Regions from separate parts of the Mus musculus genome. Here region 1 is linked to region 2. A link is a contact called in public Hi-C data. All regions are on one chromosome and are shown on one strand. The core of a region is the stretch at or near the end of the contact, and the rest is flanking DNA. Distances in the headings are between cores, read along the strand shown. Region 1 has its middle 44 kb from the start of Hsfy2. Region 2 holds the start of 9130024F11Rik (RIKEN cDNA 9130024F11 gene).

The links. A called contact is a pair of places that touch in the nucleus more often than the background predicts.
Region 1: a Hi-C map of adipose-derived mesenchymal stem cells shows a contact between it and region 2, with 3 times the contacts expected there. The contact joins the enhancer-like site here to the promoter of 9130024F11Rik in region 2. A contact is called at or near these places in 5 of 39 promoter capture datasets (the 3T3-L1 cell line, the C10 cell line, embryonic stem cells and 1 more), 2 of 15 datasets of contacts at CTCF or cohesin (the NIH/3T3 cell line and large pre-B cells), 2 of 484 Hi-C or Micro-C datasets (adipose-derived mesenchymal stem cells and embryonic stem cells), 4 of 115 datasets of contacts at active chromatin or transcription factors (embryonic stem cells and kidney) and 3 of 9 other capture datasets (adipose tissue, liver and pancreatic islet).

The regions. Positions count from the first base shown.
Region 1 is chr1:56,679,212-56,683,370 of GRCm38.p6, reverse strand. No RefSeq gene overlaps it. Among named protein-coding and RNA genes, the nearest start is that of Hsfy2, 44 kb to the right of the region's middle. Within about 2 kb of position 2,185, at least 21 of the 459 cell types and tissues checked have an H3K27ac peak or open chromatin away from gene starts, as enhancers often do. A contact at or near this core is called in the NIH/3T3 cell line and adipose-derived mesenchymal stem cells, where this site is marked.
Region 2 is chr1:56,969,424-56,973,452 of GRCm38.p6, reverse strand. It overlaps 9130024F11Rik (RIKEN cDNA 9130024F11 gene), which reads right to left and starts at 1,984. Exons shown (of 2, transcript NR_024326.1): 1 at 1,682-1,984. Satb2 (special AT-rich sequence binding protein 2) reads left to right here and starts at 2,119. Exons shown (of 11, transcript NM_139146.2): 1 at 2,119-2,341; 2 at 3,573-3,800. The coding sequence starts at 3,632.

The DNA of each region.
Region 1 (4,159 bases), core at 936-3,435, 290 kb after region 2:
CGTTATTAGGGTGTTCAGATTTCAGACTAAGCCTTTGAGACTTAGTAAGACTGGAACAGGGCATTTCTAAGTTCCCATGCCATCTTCATGGTGCTGGTCTGAGGATCAATGTCCAGCTTACAAAACCATACAATGGAAAAAAGAAAGCATCTTCAACAAATGATGCTGGTCTAACTGGATGTCTGCATGTAGAAGAATGCAAATAGAACCATATTTATCACCCTGCCAAAACTCAAGTTCAAGTGACTCAAAGACCTCAACAGAACACTGGATTCACTAAATCTAATAGAAGAGAAAGCAGGAAATAGCCTTGGACACATTGGTACAGAAGACAATTTCCTGAACAGAACACCAATGGCTCAGGTTCTAAGATCAGCAATTGATAAATGGGACCTTATGAAACTGCAAAGCTTCTGTAAGGCAAAGTACACCATCAGAAGACAAAATGGCAGTCTACAGATTGGGAAAAGATCTTCACTAACCCTATATCTGACAGAGGGCTATATCCAAAATATGTAAAGAACTTAAGAAGTTAGACTCCAACAAACCAAATACCCCAATTTTTTTTAAAAAAATGGGTATAGAGCTAATCAGAGAATTCTCTACAGAGGAATCTCGAATGGCCAAGAAGCACTTAAAGAAATGCTCAACATCCTTAGTTATTTGATCTGGGAAATGCAAATCAAAATGACCCTGAGATTACACCTTACATCAATCTGAATGGCTCAGATCAAAAACTCAAGGGACAACACATGCTAGTGAGGATATGGAGAAAGGGGAACACTCCTCCATTGCTGGTGGGAGTGCAAACTTTAAAACCACTCTAGAGAGCAATCCGAAGGTTTCACAGAAAGTTGAAAACAGTTCTACATCAAGACCTGGTTATACCACTCCTAGACATATACAAAACAAAAACAAAAACAAAAACAAAAACAAAAACAAACAAAAAAAGCTCTATCAACCCCAAAGACATGCTCCACTCTGTTCAATCCGAAGGTTTCACAGAAAGTTGAAAACAGTTCTACATCAAGACCTGGTTATACCACTCCTAGACATATACAAAACAAAAACAAAAACAAAAACAAAAACAAAAACAAACAAAAAAAGCTCTATCAACCCCAAAGACATGCTCCACTCTGTTCATAGCAGTTTTATTCATAATAGCCAGATAGTGGAAACAACCTAAATGTCCCTTAACTAAAGAATGGATACACAAAACGTGGTTTATTTACACAATAGAATACTATTCAGCTATTAAAAACAAGTACATCATGAAATTTGCAGGTAAATGGATGGAACTAGAAAATATCATCCTTAGTGAAGTAACCCAGACCCCAAAGGGCATACAAGGTATGATAAGTGGAGTATATATAGCCATAAAGCACAGAATACTCATGATACACCCCACAGACCCAAAGAAATTAAACAAGAAGGAAGGCCCAAGCGACGATATTGAATCACACTTAGAAGGGGAAACAAAGTACTCATAGGAGGCAGAGTGAGAGAGGGAACTAGCTGGGAGAGGGGAGGGCCGGGTGGGGAGAATCTCTAGGAAGTCCCAGAGACCTGATATAGGAGAGGCTCACTGGAGTCGATGCCGGTGACCTTAGCTGGGATGCCTAAGAGTGGAGACATGAAACCTGAAGAGTCCACTTCCTGTAGCCAGGCAGGACACCAATGTAGGGATAAGGACACCAACCCACCCACAAAACTTTCAACCCAAAATTTGTCCTATCTACAAGAAATGCAGGGATGGAGCAGAGATGGAAGGAAAGGCCAACAACCAATAACCACCCCAACTCATCCCACAGGCAAGTACCAGTGCCTGACATTATTAATAATACTCTGTTATGCTTACAGACAGAAGCCTAGCATAACTATCCTCTGAGTGGTTCCACCCAGCCGCTGACTCAGACAGATGCAGATACCCACAGCCAAACACTGGATGAAGGTTAGGTAATCTTATGGAAGAGTTGGGGGAAAGATTGAAAGCCCTGAAAGGGATGGGGACCCCAGAGGAAGACCAACAGAGACAACTCACCTGGAGCCCTGGGAGATCTCAGAGACCGAGTCACCAACCAAAGAACATACATGGACTGTAACAAGGCCCCTTCCTGAACATATGTAGCAAATAGGCAGCTCAATTCCCATGGCTTCCTGGTCTGGCCTCAGTGGGAGAGGATATGACTAATCTGGCAGAGACTTGGTGTGCCAGGGTGGGGGATATTGGGGGTGGCATCCTCTCAGAGGAGAAGGGGATGGGGGATGGGAGAAGGGACTCTGTGAGTGGCGGGGGACTAGGAGGGGAGACAGTGTTTGGGATGTAAATAATAAAAAAAAGGCAAAGAAAAAGAATTGGGTAATATTTGTTATGTCTATAAATAAAAAGAAAAAAAAAAACATTTTCAATACAAAATAGTTTGTATATCTACCAAGCTACATTCTTCCTTTAAAATGTTGATGGTAAACTCCCACTTAGAAATCAACTGAAAATGGGATTTATTCATTTAATAAATTTTTTTTTCCTAAAAAAGAAAGAAAAAAGAAAGAAAGAAAGTGACCAGATTAGATGTCAAACTCCTTAAGAGCAAACTTTGCTTTCTATTTTTATTTATCTTAACAGTTTATCAGAGTTCACTGCTACACAGTTGCTTAGGTAGGAACATTTTCAATAACCAATTTCGGTCAAGAAGTCCCCTTTCAATCTATTCTCTGAGTTTCTCTGGTGCTGTGGCAGCAATTCATAACAGCTATGAAGGCTCTTCATACTTGTTCAGTGAGTATTTCTCAACTTGTTTTTCATCAAGCATGGTCCAAGAACCACATGCAACAGCATTATCAGAATGATTGCTATAAATGATCGTTCCTGTATTGGTAAGGTGGTTCGGCAGGTAAAGGAACCTGCCACCAAGGCTGACAACCTGAGTTAGATCACTCAAACTCCCATGGTGGAAGGAGAGGATGGCTTTACATAAACTGTCTTTTGACTTCCACAGGCACACAAACGTTAGATTAATAGGATAATATTAATAACAATGATAGGAATGCATTATTATATACATGTAAATGTATATAAATTATACATAAGTTATATATAATTATGAATGCATTTCTGCAGTTCAGTTCAGAATCATGTGGTTAAAGCCTAGGACTGAGAAAACACTGTATCAGGATTGGAACATCTACATCTAAATAATTTGAAAACTCAAAAATTTCAAGATTTCTTCCTAAACTTAAATTTCCAGTTCTTCTCTGCACCTTCACCAACTAATTTGAGTAGCAGGAGATGAAGTTTTTGGCATATTTTCACCTTTGCATCCAGTGCCCACGTGTGAGATTCTGTTCAGTGTTTTTAGAGATGTTGTAAATAGCCAGTGTCCAGGGAGGTCATTGCTGAAATCGGCTGGGCAAGGGAAATAGTCACTTTAACATTTTTAAAATTTGTATTTAATCTTCAAGTTGAAAGTTGATTTTCCATATTTATCTCAAATGTCCCTAACATTCTATGAGCATGGCTTAAATATTTTTAAATCCAGATTTAGATTTTACAACTCTATAACTTCTAACCCTCTTATTATTGAGCATGGCTTTAAGACACTTAGTTGGAAAAAATAATGTTGTTTTAGGGAACAATTGTTCATTTAGGAGTAGACCATCTATCATTCAGCTAAGTCTATGAGTCTGTTTTATTTTCCAAGTCAGTGTTGACGGTATGGAGGATTGCCTTCTTTATTTATGCTACCTCCCACCTCTTTGGTGGTGTAAGAACTTTGGAGTATATCTAGTGACAAATTCTTAACCTGTCTACAGTAGCAAATCTGAGCAACTGCTTCCTCTACCTCCAGGCCTTGGAAGTAACACTTTTTCCTTGCTTGCCTCAACAAAAATTCTATCCTGTTCTTAGCCAACCCAACAGTTCATAAGACTTACTATGGCTGACCAAAGCATGGGTTTTCAGGGTGGAGTCCACAAAGGCAGAAGCATCTCCAGGAGACATGGAAAAGGCCTTATTGAACATTAATGTCTGTGTGTTCATTTAATAGATGCATAAACTAAGGTCAGAAGAGCTAGTCATCTACTCAAGACAACACATACATTCAGATCAACTGATTTGTGATCAGTATTTGTCTATATCGTAGTATTTCTCGCTACTTGGAGA
Region 2 (4,029 bases), core at 735-3,234:
TACAGTCAATACTTCTTAAGGGGGACTAGTGGCTCAGGCAACCGGTGGAAGCCGAGTCCTTGGGGTCCTGGGGAACTGGAGGGAAAGCCCCGGTGCACAGAAGGGACAAGAGATGCCGCCGGCTCAAGGGGCATCTCTGGCCGGAAGGCCGGAGAGGACTGGTTCATATTTTCTCCTTTGAGGTTCCAGGGGCTGACAGAAGCCGGACGCGGCAGGCACCTCGCCGGGGCCGCGGCCCCTGCCCACGTGCTATTTTTTTTTTTTTTTTAAGGAGGTCCGCGCCCATGCCGAATGGCCAAGACAAAAGCGCGGCCGGCAGCGGGGTTTTGGCGGGCAGTCACCGCGCCACCTTAAACAAGTAAAGCTGCGCGAGCCGAAAGGCTAGGGCCGCGGGAGTCCGCAAAAGTTTGTGGCTCCTAAGCCTTAGAAGGACCAGCTAGGGACTCATCGGCGCGGCCTCGCTCGGGGCGGAGAGGCTAGGTCCCCACGGCTCAGCTCTGCTCGCGCCGAACTCGGTCCTCAGCCGCTGAGGGTCTTCGGGAGCCCCAGTGCTGCAACCCGAGGGGCGCGCAGCTTCAGCGCCCCGGCCGGCACAGTGTTCTGGCCTCCGGGCAGCTCGGGCTGCGCCGCTCGCAACGTAGCCCGCGTGGCGAGAGTGGCAGGGATGCAGCCTGCCTTGTGCCCACGGAGCAACCCTTTCTCCAGTGCCGGACCCACAGCCAGCCGGACGGGCGGAGTCTCGCTCCAGGCGTTCGGGACACCCGGGCTATTGTTCCGGACCCGCGGCCGCACGGGATTTGAGGGAGAAGTGGCCTTCCCCAAACGCGGCCGGGAGCGCTTCGGGCCGGGCCGGTCGGCTCCGAGCAGATGGGGAGCTCGCTCGCACCGAGAAAAGTTGCTCCGAGGGGCGGAGGCGGTGGGTGGTGGGCGGAGGCGGTGGGTGGGGGAGGCGATCGCCCTCCTATCTCCAAAGTCGAAAGTACTCGGCGGCGCAATTAACAGAGCCCGGAGACGAGGCAGCCTCTGCCGCCTCCCGAGCGCCAGCCTGCGCCTCTGCGGCGAGCCGCGACACGGAGCGCCCGCCTAGTCGCCGCAGCCTGCGCGCCGGGACGAGTGCGCCTAGGGGCTGGGCGAGGCGGCTGCGCCCTGGACTTGCTACAAGGAGGAGGACCAGACCCTGGGCCCTGGCGTTCGTCAGCGCTTAGACGCACCCATTCGTCGGCCGTGGCCACCGCCTCGCGCCACACTCAGTCCTCAGCCATCCGTCCTTCGTCGCCCGGTGCATGAGGTCCTTGCCACCCCGCTCCCACCTCCGACTCCCCCCTTCCTCCTTTTTCCCTGACTCCCACCCCCTCGCCTATCCCTGTGCCTCCTCCGCAGCCCGGCTCCTTGGGTCGCCGTGCTCACAGCGATTGATTGATTGATGTTTAATTTCCTGCCAGGCGGGGCCCCCCTCCCCCCGCAACCTCCCCAGCCCTCCTCCCCGCCCCCCACTCCCCTCCTTCATTGCGGTGGACCAGTCTGGCTTGGGTTTAGATCCGTCCCCCCCATTCCCATCCCGAAATAACCCAGAGACATCCCCTACCCCCACCCCAAATTATTATTTTGAAGGCGCTAGATCTGGGGACCGAAAGGGGGAGGGGGAGAAATCGGAAACCGAGGACAACCCAAAAGGACTCACTTTGCCTGATGACTCAACGCAACTAATAATCATCTCCCTCTCAGTGTCTTTCTCTCTGCGGCTTGTCAGTGAGTCCGGCTCTGGCTTCTGGCAGAGGCAGCCGCGAGGGGAGAGGTTGGAGGTGACAGCTTGTGCGGCCGCCGCGTTTTCTCTTGCGCGCGGTCCGGGGTCTCCGCACCTTCCCCGCTCTTGGTGGCAACGTCCCCGCGACTCTGGCCGCGCCTCCTCTGGAGCTAGCGGCTGTAGGAGCCAGCAGCCGCCGCAGCCTCCCAGTCCTCAGCCCTTTCTCTCCAGAACCGGTCTTCTACCCGAAGGTGTGAAAGGCTCTTTCAGCCCCCTCTCCCCCCCCCCTCCTCCGCCGTCCCCTCCCCCGCTCGCTCTGGTGCCCCTTTGGAGGAGTCCTCCTTTCCCTCTCCTCCTCCTCCCTCACTGCCCCCCGCCCCCATCATCATAACAACCATCTCCGAACCAGAAGAAGACACCCTGACCCAGGACCTTAAACGCTAGGACCGGGGAAGAGGAAAAGGAAAGGGGAAGGAGGAAAGAGAAAGGAAGACTAGGACAACACTACAATTCACCAAAAACTTTCCACCCTGGATTCTCTACTTTTGCTCCATGGACAGAGCCCCAGCCAGCCAAGTTTCAGACAGACCGTGAGCAGTAAGTACGCTGGGCGAGGGCTCCCACGCGGCGCCTGTAGTTCGGGAAGCCCTGGGCGCGCTAAGTTCCCCGGCTGTTCTGGGGCTCTGGCTCTCACGCGCGCTTAGGCGAAGCCGGGAAGTGCGGTGGAGCCTTCACTGGCAACCCCTCCGAGCACTCCCTACATCTTTCGCATTCTTCTTAACTCCTCTCTGTCCCCCACCACCACCTCGTCTGGACTCGTGGCGACTAGGCTTCTCCCGCGTCCAAAGCGCTCTTAGAGGATTCTCAGAGCCCCTGGTGTATTAGGGGTTCCTTTCATGGGTTTCAGTGACAATGTGGGCGCCGTTTCATCAGGTGTTTTCCCTTCTTCCGGGTCACTCCTCCAAAATTGAAGAGTATGGAGCACTGCTCGCCTAGGGACCTCGAGAAAAACTTTCCAGATTTAGAAATTAGGATTAATGAAGCCTGCTCCTGTACCTAAGAATCAAGATTTCTTTCTCTTATGTTGTACGCTTAATGGCTTAAAAAACAACAACCACATCCAGGATACGATGAAGATAAGAATGCTCCCAAATAATAATTGTGATCCTGGGATGGAGGGTAGCCTTTCCAAATCTCAGAGTGTTTTGGGATGCTCGCTCACGTGAAATTATAGTTAATTTTTTTGTGTGCAAAGGTGTGTGTTTGTGTACACAAGTGTACTTGGTCCATAAAGGTAAAAGGTGGGGATTCCATGGATCCATTGATCCAGCTTGGCCATCCACAGCGCATTTATCAAGCAATTAATTTGCTTAAGGACCCGTGTAAGTCCTTGCTCCCTCCCTGGCCTGGTGGGACCTCTCGCCCATAAGTACGCTCCTTTCAAAACCCTGACACCCCAAGTGGGGCTTATGGTGGTGGTGGCTCTTTATCAAAGAGAGGATAATGCCAGCGCTGCCCGCAATGAATGGGGTACTGCTTAAAGGCTTCGAGGTCCGACTCTGTCCACACAACTGAGGGCTAACTCTTGGGACCTGAGACAGAGCAGGTCTTAGTACCTCAAGTTCTGGGCAGCTTTGGGACCTCCAGTGTTTGTTTGGTTGGGACTTGCTTTCCCGGGACCCTTCGGTACCCTTCTGCAGCGTGGGAGGAAGTTTGTGTGGCTGCGGTGCAGTGCTCTGCCACTGGCCTGATCGTCTATCACGTGTGTGAGCGGTTTTCCCTCTTTTTTTTTTCCCTCCCCCTTTCCTCCCCTCCGCCCCCTCCCTAGGTCCCTGCGCGTTTTATTGCGACCTGCCGGTGGGAACTTTGTCTCCAAATCGGAGCAGCATGGAGCGGCGGAGCGAGAGCCCGTGTCTTCGGGACAGCCCCGACCGAAGAAGCGGCAGCCCCGACGTCAAGGGGCCTCCCCCGGTGAAGGTGGCCCGGCTGGAGCAGAACGGCAGCCCCATGGGAGCCCGCGGGAGGCCCAACGGCGCCGTGGCCAAGGCCGTGGGAGGTAACAGCCCGGAGCTGGGAGGTGCGCGCAGCGGAGGCCCAGTGATAATGGCCTGGGTGTCAGGGTTCAGGTTGATTAGGCGCTGTTTCGGTGTAGGATTACAGGAAGTCAAATCCAGGTTGCCAAATAGTGCCCTAGTTGCCTCTCCGCAACTGGTAGTAGCTTCATCTCGAGTTAAAACAAGAAAGTGGTTTACCCAGAGGGTGGCATTTTTTGGGCACTTTGCCAC